Linked DNA regions of Mus musculus: region 2 is linked to region 1. The links are chromatin contacts, called in public promoter capture Hi-C maps. All regions are on one chromosome and are shown on one strand. Each heading gives the region's core, a stretch centred on a gene start, on an enhancer-like site or on the middle of the called end of the contact. The rest is flanking DNA. Distances are from core to core; before and after follow the strand shown.

Region 1 (6,570 bases), core at 2,255-4,754:
GACTCCCATGAAGCCATTCTTTTGATCAGAGTTCAACTCTGGAGGAATTAGAAATGTTTTTTTTTAAAGAAAATTAAGACTGTCTACATCTTCAGATATGCATCTTTCATTTGGAATACTCATTAGAGGTCAGGAAATTTGGAAGGGAGAAGTTTCAATAGACAGAAGAGGGAATTCAGTGGTATAAAGATTTAAAGGGGGAATATTGGGTTAGGAAGGGTTAAATTTGGGTAGGGGATGGGAGGGCAAAAGATAGGGAGAGATAAATAACTGCAAAGACCTTTAGGAAAATCATATAGGAGCCTGCCTACTACTTTAGAAGTGTACACATATGAGAGAGAGAGAGAGAGAGAGAGAGAGAGAGAGAGAATTAAAATGAAATTATCTTAAAATGGGTTATACAATGCCCCTACTAGATTCCAAAAGCTAACAAAAATTCCAGTGCTAAGAATGGTTTAACACTTTTGGAGCTATTGGTCAGTGTGGTCCCATAGACCTCCCCCTGAACATTAAAGGCTATTGCCAATTGCCAATACTATCGGCACACTCCAGACTCTACTGCTAAAGACACTGTACACTTAAGTCAGAGAACATGAAAAAAAAATCAAGTTGGTTCTCACCCAGAAGCTTCATTCCTAACTGCCCAGCTTTCACAATGTTGCAAGATGCTATTGGTGCCTCCAGAGGAGGAAAATTATCATCAGTCGTCCCCAGCTATGAACTTCATGAGTGACCATAATGACTGGCCTGGCAAGATATGCCCACTGGTGCAATTGCACCAAAAGCAAGAAACCAATGATTTATTTAAGTCTTCCACCAGAAGACGAAATCTATATCAATAACAACTATCAGGTCAAGAAGCCAGTGGTTAGGCAGGACCCTCAGGGAGAGCCCACTACTATTCTTCTAAACGGACATAGAATTAATAGATGATTAATCCAGCGCCTAAATCTTGTCAGCCAAGCATCTCCTTCAGTAAATGGCGACTAACACAGAGACCTAGAAAAAGATGGAAGTAGAGACTAGGAGACTGCTCATGCTTAGCCCTAAATGAGACATCTATATTATACATGCTACGCCCAAAATGGCCAGGGATGGCTGTGGAAGACGGGTGAAAAGAGTAAGAACCAGCAGCAGTGCACAACTCCGAGTAAATAGTTTCTGCTGGACACAAGAGGACATCCTCACACATGGACTCACAGTGGTTACGACAACAAGCACAAAACCTTGGAAAGCTCAAGCTAGGTCAGATCCCAACATGGAGAGGGAGGTCCCAGTGCCACCCCTGTCCAGCTAGGCATCGGTAACTGATACGTTCTGAGAGCGGAAGTGTGGCCCTTGGTACATCAACAATGCTCCAGTGGAAGACCATACACCCAAGTATATATGGATAGCATAAACTGCTCAATAAATCAAAACCAAGAAAAAACAAAATCCTGAAGAGAGGACAAATCTGGGTAAGTAGGGAAGGGGGGGTAGATATGGGAGGAGTTGGTGGAGAGGAGACTATGATCTGAATGCATTGTTCAAGATTCTCGAAAACAGAATAAAAGTTTTAAACCAATAAAAGAAAGAAAGAAAAACCCTATCCAGCAGCATGTGACTTTTAGACAAGTAAACTACTTAGTTTGTGTTAATTTAATTTTCTAATACATCTTTAAAATAGCAATAAGCATTGAATTACAGGAGTAGTCATTTATCCCTATATTTTAAATGTATTCAGCATCTGTGGTGATTTAATATCTAAAAAATGTCCCACACAGAGCAATAAGGTGCGAAGAACCATTTTATAAGCCCAAGATGCTGCCTGATGACATCTTAGCCCCTGGATTGTTGGAAGCTAGTGAGCTGCTATGTTAAAAGCTTCTAAGAGGTTTTTTATTTATTATCATGAAGTGTTGGTTCAGATTCGAGCATGGCTAAAACTAAGTCCAAGATAAAGCAATTAGCTTCTGAACTTAAAAAAGTCTGTCGCTCCACCGTACGTAAAGTCCAGCTGTCCATCCATCTCTGGAAACGCAGATGGGCAACTAGCAACACTCCCCTCCCCGATTTGATATCAGGTTGTTTAGATCCAAATCCCTACCACTGACAGTGGCACCTCTACCAGTGACCTCACACAACTGACAGAAATTACGGGGAAGAGAGCTCTGAGGAGAAGAGCTGGAGCCCCAGGCCTTAAAGGAACGTCATCAGGTTAAAGCTTTATTGAATCTTAAAATGAGGATGAATCTGAAGGAGATGGGCTGTTTTGGGGACTATAATCCAGACTCAGGCACAGCAATCAAATCAGGGGCCCTGTTAGCATGTGCACACACAGACACACACACACACACACAGACACACACACACACACACACACACACACACAAACTCTTTGGAAAAAATGACGCTTGAGTAGACTTTATAACATTTTGGAAAATAACAGCAAAATGAAACATAACCATAATATTACTAGGAAAATCTCTACTACTGTCTTTAAATTTATTGATATTGTTGTTGTGCACGTGCAACACATGGCCATAAATAAAAATAAAAGTTAAAATAAAATTAAAGATACACCCCAAGCTAATGAAACCAAAAGAGTACAGAAGTAGCTGTGCTAGTTAAAACAGATACAAAGTCAGGCTTGGTGACACATGCTCATAATTTTAACTACTCAAGAGGCTGAGGTAGGTGCTTGTGGAGCTGGACCTGTATCATATATATTTTCTGATCACAGTGTTATGTAAGTTTGATATAAATAACAGGAAATACTTTTAGAAAATTCACAGATATATGGAAATTAGACACCATGCTTCTTGTGAGTAAAATCGTCAATGAAGGCTTTTTTTCCCCCAGAAAGCAATTACCGATGTCTTGAGACAAATGGAAATGGAAAAAAAACATACTAAACTTACAAGATTTAGCAAAATACTCACTCTTTAAGGGAAGTTTACAGGATTAAAATTTACATCCCAGACTTTCAGAGAAACAACTTGCCAGTATGTCAGGGAACGAGAATAACAAGAATAAAACTAAGTGAGCAGAAGAGTGAAGCTCGGGAGGCAACCAAATCCTACACAGCCCAGACATCTCTTTACTCTGTGTTCTGGGTAAAGGAAAAAATGTGGGGCTAATCCCCACCCTCTTTTAAGACAGTCTCATTGTGAAGATCTGGCTGGTCCACAACTCAAAGGGCAGTGATGGGGCATCCTGCCGTTTTGCCTTTGACCTCCTACACCCCGAGCTGTGGTTTTGGCATTATCCCCATTTCTATATAGAAAATGGCAAATAGCGAGAGAGACAGAGAGAAAGGGAGATTGAACTCCCAGGGTATCTGAAAGCAGTGTGAGAGCAGGGGACACACAAGGGAGGACTCACCACTACTGCTCTAGTTAAGCAACCTTAAACCACTTAGCGCCTTATCCACCGAAGAGCATCATATGGCCCAGTTCTGGAAGCTCTTCCTGCACACAAGCAAGGCCTTAGCTAACCGTCCTGTAGGGTAGTGCTCTTTCTTCCAAGATCGTGGCCCCGGATCGGATCTCGTGCAACGAATTAAAAGTACAGTCGTGGGTGGACCAGAGGCACGCGCCAAGTGCGGTGAGCCGTTGAGGAGAGTCAGGTGCAAGAAAAAAGATGGAGGCACGTGCTGGGGGAGGAACAGGGGATGGGCTGGGAGTAGGGGGAGCCAACAAAACAGAAGGATCACGGAGCATATGCCGAAACCATATATTTCTCCTGTTCTCCCAAGTGCAACAGTTCAGAGGGAAAGAGCACGGAAGCGGGTCTGGGAGGGCTCCTGGCGATAGATCAACAGTCATGCACTGTAGTTAGGAGATGAGTTACTAGAGCTAGCAAGCTCAACCTGGAGTCAGAGAGACCTGGCACAGAGCCCAGCACAGAGCCTGACTTGTTCCAAATCCTTCTCAGCAACGCCTATCATTCAGTCCACCATGCACCATTGTTCCTTTCCACACTTGGGATCCTCTGCCCACAGCCCCAGCAGTATAGTGTTTCACACACCCCTCTCTCCGTTCTCCCTCCCATCTCTCCGCTTCTCTGACTCTATGCTGCTCCCCAATCTGGGATATCTAGCCACTCTTCTCAGTTCCTTCCAAGTCCGTACTGACTTAACCATGAACCCGCGTGCAGGAGCTGCCTAAGCCCTTTGCCCTCAGCTCTCAGACTCCCCACCTGCTTCATCTGGGTTCATCCACTAGCCTGTCAATAGAGGTCGACTCCACCTCTATATCAAATATCCCAGTGCTGTACAGGTCCATGAATGCCCACTCTTCTTGCCTCTACCCATCCTGATACCCTCTTCCAGTGTGGTTTCATTTTAGAGTCACAGGCTCTGAGTTCTGACAGGCACCGCAAGTTATCTATCCTTGACGTGCATGATAGGGATTTATTGTTGCATGGCGCTAAAAGGAGCGGGAACTAATGTGACATTACACTTTGTCAGGAGAGGGCGCTGGAAGAACACCATAGAAGCTTCTCTCCCGGGTTATCTTCTGCTTCACTTTTTTTTTTTTTTTTTTTTTTTTTAATTGGCTCTGGCCTGGTAACTTGCCAAGCAGCAGCTTGGACAGCATACTCCCCCAAAATCCCCACCCCTGCTCCCTCACCCCCGCACTTACAGTCCAGGACCATCAGGGCCACAGCTGTCTGGCTCTCAGCGAGAGGCTGCCAACAACCCAGCCTCAACAGCTGTTTCCAGTTCAGGCGCTCAGGTATTCAGCCCTTGAAGAATCCGCGTCGCGGAGCGGACGCGGCTACCCTGTGCTTGTTCCTTGGATGTTTTCATTCATCAGCGATAGTGCCGAGAGTTCATTTAAATATCTTCAATAAACTTTCCCTGTGCAAATTGTAATTTGGCATCTTGTCTCTAGGGGGAAACAGTGACCTGCGCACCAGTTGCTGTGGTCAAACCTTTGGGCACCTGCCAATCTTCCAATGACAAAAAGTAAGTAGCAAAACCTACTTTCCCCAGACCTGCGATGACTCAATGATGCGGTCACGGAGAGTGGACCGTAGAAGACTCCACACATGTTTTAATCTGCTAAAGCAATGACACATAGATGGCTTCTGGATATCATTTTGTTGCTAGTTGGGGAGGCAGGGTCCGGGGTTTACAGGTTCTCAGCCTCCTATCCAAAGAATTAAAAACAAGGACTCACATAGACCTGCAAAAATAGCAAGATAACCATATGCATGTCCGGTTGTGAATAGGCCTAAGTTTTGACTAGGGCATTCTCCATAAAAGTTCACTTAACAGAATTTGCATTGCTGGACATGCACCTGAAACTAGCTCAGGCCATAGCAGCCTTTACACTCTTGTTACAAGGATATGTCAGAATATTCTTGGAAAGTAACCACTAAGTTTGATTATTGCTGGAGGCAGAGAAATTGATAGTATGGTTCACAGAGAACCCAATCAACGCAGGTAGGGGTGTGAGTGGGTTCTGATGCTCCATAGTGTGCAGTGTGCACAGACCACGTGTGTGCACAGTTCATCCAGGCAAAGGAGCAGGCTGCCAATAGTGTTGTTACAAGAGGGAGCATAGGCATAACCAAACAGGGTCCCAGGGTACTAACCTGCCTCCTATGCTTGCCTGCTTCACTTTTGTTATTGACAGTATCAACTGAGGATGCAAACGCCGAGAACAAGCCGCCCCACAGTACAGCAGCCCCAGACTGTTTGCTGGGTGATTCTGTGCTGCCCACTATACTTGTCTATTTCTCAGACTGAGTGCTAGAGAGAGGATTAACGTCTCATGGTGTTCGCCATTTGCTCTCTGTTGTATGCCGGCCTGAGGCTTACAAGGACTGGGTACACCAAGGAGGCAGGCTGGGGCTGAAAGAGACTTAGATGGCGAGAGGTTAATGGAGCCAAGACATGATTCTGTTCAAGGCCCTCCAGTTTACAAGAGTGTGCTTATAAAAGGGGGGAAGGCTCATCCCCTGCCAGTCCATTCTTGGTGTCTGGAGCCAGCCTGTAGGCGATGTGCAGAATAGGACATTCCTCTGGAAAATCTCAGAGGCTTCTCAGTGGGTAGCAGTGTCTTGGAGAGAGCAGTGGCTGGTGGCAGAACAAAAGAGCCATCTAGGTCAGAAGGCTCCACCTTAGGTAATTTCCTTCTCAGTGGCAGCAAGGTCAAAGTGTGGATCAGCCTACTTCAGGGCTGAGGGAGGCTACAGCTCTCCCTGCCTAGACTGTAGGAATGCACCCCACCTTCTTTCTGTCTTAGAGCTGGGTCAGAGTAGGAAAGAAGACACGGGATTCTCCTTTGCCATTGTTTCATTTTTGAGACAAAGATTCATGTAGCTTGTCTCATAGCTGCTCTGTAGTGGGGACTGGTCTTAAACTCCTGGACTCCCAGCTTCCACCTCCTCAATGACAGGATTGGAGGTACATGTGGCTCAAAACACACTATTAAAAAAAATGTTTCCTTTCTGTTCTTAGACTTTCATGTTCTTAGTGCAAAGACTCCTGATTTGACTTGGGGAAATGACTGTTCAGCTGACCTTTTAATCTTTGACATTGACTGTGTGTGACATGAACGTATGTGTGTTCTGGGAAAG
Region 2 (6,570 bases), core at 1,970-4,469, 410 kb before region 1:
TCCGTGGTTATGGTCTGGCCTCCTTTCTCCCGCTGAAGAGGCTTGAGGGCAAGAACTTTGTAATGTTTCCCAATAGACGGCTGTGCTTGAAAGGATGCGTAGAGCTAGTTATTGCATGAAGGGTAGAGCAGCAGCAAGGACCCTGTGGGGATGAGGCAGAGGGCTCTCACCATTAACCCACAGAGCCTGCTACCCACTGGGTTCCTAGGCCCTTTGCTGTCAACTCGTGTAATATGCCTGTCCCTTGGCTTTAAATCTTTTTTTTTTCCATAAAAATTTTTTTTATTAGATATTTACTTTATTTACATTTCAAATGTCCCCTTTCCTAGTTTCCCCTCTGAAAACCCCCTCCTCCTATCCCCTCTCCTTTCCCCCTGCTCACCAACCCACCTACACTCACTTCCTGGCCTTGATATTCCCCCCTACACTGGGGCATAGAGCCTTCACAGGACCAAGGGCCTCTCTTCCCACTGATGACCAACTAGGCCATTCTCTGCTACATATGTAGCTGGAGCCATGAGTCTCACTCTTTGGTTGGTGATTTAGTCCCTAGGAGATCTGGGGGTACTGGTTAGTTTATATTGTTCCTCCTATGGGGCTGCTAAACCCTTCTCCTTGGGTACTTTCTCTAGCTCCTTCATTGGGGACCCTGTGCTCAGTCCAATGGTAGGCTGTGAGGATCCACCTCTGTATTTGTCAGGCACTGGTGAAGCCTCTCCAGAGACAGCGATAACAGGCTTCTGTCAGTAAGCACTTGTTGGCATCCACAAAACTGTCTGGGTTTGGTGATTGTATATGGGATGGATCCCCAGGTGGGGCAGTCTCTGGATGGTCATTCCTTCAGTCTCTGCTCCACATTTGTCTCTGTAACTCCTTCCATGCGTATTTTGTTCCCCCTTCTAAGAAGGTTTGAAGTATAAACACTTTGGTCCTCCTTCTTCTTGAGTTTCATGTGGTTTGTGAATTGTATCTTGGGTATTGGCTCTAAATTTTATCACAAGGAAAAAGTCTACCAGATACCTTCAGATGCATTCTGGAATTTCAGAATGTGGAGTGCAGTGGAGAATTCCAGAATGTCCCCAAGGACAAACTGAAGTAGATCTTCTATGAGAAAATACTTTTAAACTACGAGGAAGAAACTTTCAAACAATGCCGTCGTCCTTGCTAAGTCTAGTCGTGCTTGCCATTAACCTCAGCAGTTAGGAGGCGGAGGTAGGCAGGTATCTGTGAGCTGAGGCTGCCCTAGTCTATTTGTGAGTTCCAAGGCAGCCAGAGCTACATAGTGAGACCCTGTCCTGGAGGAAAAATGTAAAAAGCTATCCTCATAACTCACGAGACCCTAGGGCCCCTCCGATAGCCTGAAGGGATGCCTGTTCTTTCCGTGGGAGGCCTGGATCGCCCCCAGTCAGTGCCCACCCCTTTCCCTTCCAGTGCAGGCTCTTATCTGAGGGTTCCAGTTAGTCTTGGCTTTTGTTTTCCAACCTCTGTGACCATGCAGGTATGGAGTTCAGCCAAGGGAGCGGGGTACATTGCGGATGCACTGCCCTGGGTGACTGGGGGGGGGTACCATAGGAGAATGAAGGGATCCCATGGGCAGATTAGTGTTTTGATCAAAGCGCATTGTTATGAGAGTTATTGGATAAAAGAAGTCAGCTACCTTCCCAGTTGGTTAACATCTGAATCTAAGAAACTCTCAAATATTTAATTCATGAAAAGCCCATAGGCAATCTAGAGGGCTAACATTTTTTATACTTACTTATGTATTTATTTAGCGTATGTGTGTGTATGTGCGTATATGTGTACCTGCAGGCACACGCCACAATGTACCTGTATTCAAAGGACAGCTTGGAGGAGGTTCTTTCCTTCCACCATGTGGGTCCCAGGAATCAACAAGGTTGTCAGGTTGATGACAAATGCCTTTATTTGCTGAGCAAGCTCATTGACCCAGGGCCTGTTTATTGTTATTGTAGATTTCAAATTTTATTTTTATGTGCATGATTTAATTTTTAAAGAAGATTTATGTACTTAATGTTTGAGCATCTCACCTGCATGTATATATGTATGTGTATCACGTGTGTGCCTGGTGCTGGAGGAGGCCAGAGGAGGGCAGTAGGTCCCTGGAAACTGAGCCTGGGTCCCATGGAGGAGCAGCCGGTGCTCTTACCTGCTGAGCCATCTTCCTAGCGCCTAGGCCTTGTTATCTAACTACAGTTACTCCACTGCTCCTGTGCAGTCCATGTTACCAGAGTGAGCCATCGCTCTTGCATAGAACCCTGCCAAGTTCCTGGTAACTCTGGGACCCAAGAGTTACCAAGGCTCACCATTCTTTCAGAACAACTCCTTGCTTCTCAACCCCACCCGTCACCCGCTCTGCTCCTTGGAAACCTCTACACACACACACACACACACACACACACACACTTCACTAACCATCCTCAAGCTGTGCTTACTTCTACAAACATCCTTAACCCCCTGTCTGCCAAGAAACCCCAGAATCCTACGTGTTACCCCACAGTGGAAACTCTATGGAAGTCCTGCTGTCTCCACACTGTTTCAGATCCTCAGCACCAAGTACAGAAATCTTTCTCTTTTGGCCAATGCTCAACCATTCTCTCTCCCCACTTGCCAACCCTTGTGACACTCACCTCCATCTGCATTTCTTCATTTACATCTCCATCTTTGGGAGAAGGCACAGCAGGACCTCTCTGCTCCAAGCTCCTCCAAACAAACGCTATAGAGCAGCTTGCCTGTGAGATAAGTGTTAGCTGGTCTCCAAGGTAACAGACTGCACCACGCCAGCTTGGGGCAGGGAAAGGCAAAGAGCTTGCTCACCCCAGGGATAAAGGGGCTCCTTGACTGTTGCAAGTCCCTCTGTCAGGTTAATCTGTGTTTCTTTTCCTGATAAAGGCAGGATGTGACCTGCTTTTCTACTTTTAGAACCTCTGGGTCAGCCAGGTCTATGTATGGTTTAGGCCAGTGGAGCCCTGTTGCCTGCTGCCTTCTTGTGGCCGGAATGGAGGAACAATGCAAGGGAAGCCCAAGAGCCTTCCTCTTCAGTTCCCCTGAGGATTGGGAAGCAGCCCTAGGAGATCTGGCAGCACCAGGCCAACGCCCAGCTGGAGTCAGCAGGTCAGTGTCTCCGCAGCCAGGTGCTACAAAGGTCATTCACTCCAGCAGTTCCCAAACCCAGGGACTCAAGAGGACTCACCTGTGTGGTCTGGTCTCATTCAGGAGAGTAGCCCGGGATTGTGCTGCAGTGCAGCAGGACCCTTTAACAATGGCCTCAAGTGATTGTGATGTAACTAGCACTTGGCACACAGTTTCACACTCCTTGGCACCTTTCTACAGACACAGAGATGAGGGGCTCCACCCAGGGTCCCCCAGCTAGCAAGTGGCTAAGCTCTTCTCATTCCAGACACCCTTAAGTTGGTCTTCATTTCCGGAACCTTTTGCTCCGGAAGCTGGAACTCCGGTGACTTGGGGACTTGTCTTTGAGGTGCTCATTCCAGGCCAGATCAAAAACAACCAAACTTCCCAAATAGAAAATGGTAATTGTCAGGCTCTGTGGGTTGCAAATGCCCTGTGCAAATTCAGGGCATGTAGCACTCTTGCCAACACCAACAAGGCGGGCAAGGGGCAGGTCAGAAAGGCTTGAGGGGACGACAGGATGACAGTGCTATGAGATGTGATGTGAATGAAGGTCAGGAGCACATGTGCCCATCTTGAGGGGAATCCTAGGTGGGAGGTCACGGGTACAGAATTTCAAGGCCAGCTTATATTCTGTGAGGCCCTAGATACAAGGGTTGGGTGGGGGTGGAAGCTGGTTAACTTTTTGGCATTGTTTTTTGAAACGTAAGGGTCCCAGAAAGGCATTTCCCCATCTCCCTTGCTTCTGAGATACACAGGGTTTTCGGTGTTTTGTTTTGTTTTCCCTTTTTAACATTTCAAGGGAAGCCTTCTTTCATTGAGCCCACTAAGCACATTCTGGATCCACCTGAGCTACAAGGAAAGCCAGGATGGCTTATGGAGACCACAGGAGAGGGAGAGGAGAAAGCTGTGTGTCAGGCTTGTGATGTGCAGCCACTCCTGCCTCAGCCACCCAAGGGTAGGGACTGCAAGCACACGTCACCACACCCAGCAGCAAACCTTTTGTAGATCTCTAGAGTGTGGCTCTTGTTGAGTATCAAAGCACAACAGGGATGTCTGTTTTCCTTTCCTTTGGTTTTAGTTTTAGTTTTTTGAAACAGGGTTTCTTTGTGTAGTCCTGGCTGTCCTGGAACTCAATCTTGAACTCAGAGTACTGAGATGAAAGGCATGTATGTCTGTCTGCCTGGGTAGGTGTATCTGTTTTCTTACCATTAGTTCTTTGGAGCTGGTAGGGTCTGTTCATCCCTCTCTGGTCACTCTTTTAAAAGCTCTCACCTGGTAACATCATGGGATGTATGTTGGAGGGATTAACTTGTATTTTCCTTTATTGCAAACGGAGCAGGTGCTCCTTGTGAGGTGGAGAAGCAGCATGAAGTCAACTGCGTTTTAAATTCCTGACTAAGAGAGGCTGCCAAAGGACGGGAGGAGGGCAGGGGAGGGATGTGTTTAAAGTCAAGCACAGGGGAGTGTACCGAGCTCCTGTGAATTAAGAGAAACTCAAACTAGCTTAAGGTGGGGGGTGGGGGTGAGGAGGTTTTGGCCAAATGGTCTCCATGCCTGAGCTCTCTTCTGGGATGGCTCAATTCTCAGGTCAAGGCTCCTCAGGTTTGGCAGGGATATCCGGGCCCAGCAGCACCAATTTCTGCCCCCATAACCTAGCAACTGATAGAGCTTTCTTCCCAGGAGCTCCAACCAAGTCCTAAGCTTGGCTCCTTGGTCACACGCTACCATGTTCCCTGAACCAACTACGTGACTGACTGTGGCTGCTGTTTAGCTCTGCAGGCAGGTGGGCTCAGGCACTAAGCCATATGAAGAAAGGGGCAGGTTTTCCAAAGTTTTGCTTTTTGTCTTTGTGTTTTATGCATGCACACATGGGTGTTCAGAGGCTAGAGGAGAGGGTCAGGTGTCTTCGTCTATCATTCTCTACTTTCTTTTAAGTCTAGCAGTCCTCCTGTCCATCCCCCATAGCACCAGAGTTTACAGGCTTGCACAAGAGCACACTTGGTTTGTTTTGTGGGCACTGAGATCTGAACTCAGGTTCCTGTGGTAGCACAACAAGCCAGTTAACCAGAGCCAACCCTTCTCACCTTGATCTTTGCTTTTCTCCAGAAGACAGATATCAAGAAACCAGACTGTGAAAATTAGAAGTAGTAGAGGCCTGCTTCATGCTTGGTAGCAATACCTTGGTGAGATGGTAAGACCTAAAAGGAGATGAGATGGGTCACTGGTACCCATGGGAATTCCTAGCTCACCAGTTTGTCATACCCCACATGTGGGGTGGACACAGGAAGGCCACTGTGACACTCAGCATGAGACACCTGAAGTCCTATTAGCATATGTGTGGACAGAGGACAAATAGATCCTTTATTTGGTTACCTTAGTAACTAATGTTTCCTACCTCCAAGGAAGAAGAATGCGGTTGGTTTTTAAGTGCCCCTGGAGGAAAATGGGGAGCAACTTGTTTGGTGATACCTCCCTGGGGGTTCAAATCTTGAAAACGTGCTAGAAACCAATGGGTGGTGGTCTTAGTTTCACCAATTAGAGATGCCAACCCTGTGTGATTCCATTGAATATGAGTGCAAAGATGAGCCTTGACAAGAAAGAAACTGAGCGATTAAAGACAATTTTCAGTACATTTTCCCATTTTTTCCCTTTGAACAAAGAAGATAATATTCAGCAGGTGCTCTCCGTAAGGAGCAGCTCTTAAATAAGGTCCTTTTGTGATTCTCTGCATTCTGCATCTAGAAACAAACCATGGATTTAGCTTCTAATGCCAGAGCCAATGAAATCATGCAACACGGAGGAGCTAATTTTGTTTCCTTTAGACTGGCCAAGTTGGCAAGGCATTGCTGCAGGAGTCCTACACCTGAAGTCAAGGGAGCTGGGTCTGAAACCCAAACTTAAACCAACTACTACTGCTTCCTGAGAGAGCCTGGGCAGTTTTCAGCCTGGAGAGCCAGCTCTCCTCTTGCACAGGGTTAACGATGACACAGAAAAGCACAGACTGCCTGATTTAATGCTACTTCCTTTCCCTAGACATTCAGAACACCATTATCCACCCACCACACCCTGCAAAAATATGAACTGCCCCAACAGGCTGGTAGGCTGTGAAGTATTGGTATTTGGTAAAGTTGTTTGTAATCTGAGTTTACAGGAGCATTACTTATACGAGCAAAAAAAAAAAAAAAACAAAAAAACAAAAAACAAAAAACCTCAAAAGCGCCCCCCCAACCCTCAAAGGAGAAATAACCTACATAGATAAATGATGTGTGTACCCAGATATTATTTATAAGATGGAGTGCCACTTAAAAAAGTCTTGGCATATATGTGTGTGTACAGAATATCACCTCTTGTTAAACTCACCAACTGTAAAATGCCTGCTGGAATATCCAAGAAATAACAAGGCTCTACTTTTATAATAGT

What was found. Promoter capture Hi-C pulls out the DNA fragments that hold promoters and counts their contacts.
Region 2: a promoter capture Hi-C map of stem cell-derived epiblast-like cells shows a contact between it and region 1, with 5 times the contacts expected there. The contact joins the promoter of Vwa3a here to the promoter of Abca15 in region 1. A contact is called at or near these places in 5 of 39 promoter capture datasets (embryonic stem cells, liver, stem cell-derived epiblast-like cells and 1 more) and 1 of 484 Hi-C or Micro-C datasets (embryonic stem cells).

What each region holds. Positions count from the first base shown.
Region 1 is chr7:120,325,618-120,332,187 of GRCm38.p6, reverse strand. Abca15 (ATP-binding cassette, sub-family A (ABC1), member 15) reads right to left here and starts at 3,504. Exons shown (of 31, transcript NM_177213.3): 1 at 3,364-3,504; 2 at 1-38. The coding sequence starts at 17.
Region 2 is chr7:120,736,206-120,742,775 of GRCm38.p6, reverse strand. It overlaps Vwa3a (von Willebrand factor A domain containing 3A), which reads right to left and starts at 3,219. Exons shown (of 34, transcript NM_177697.3): 1 at 2,833-3,219; 2 at 2,646-2,747. The coding sequence starts at 2,665.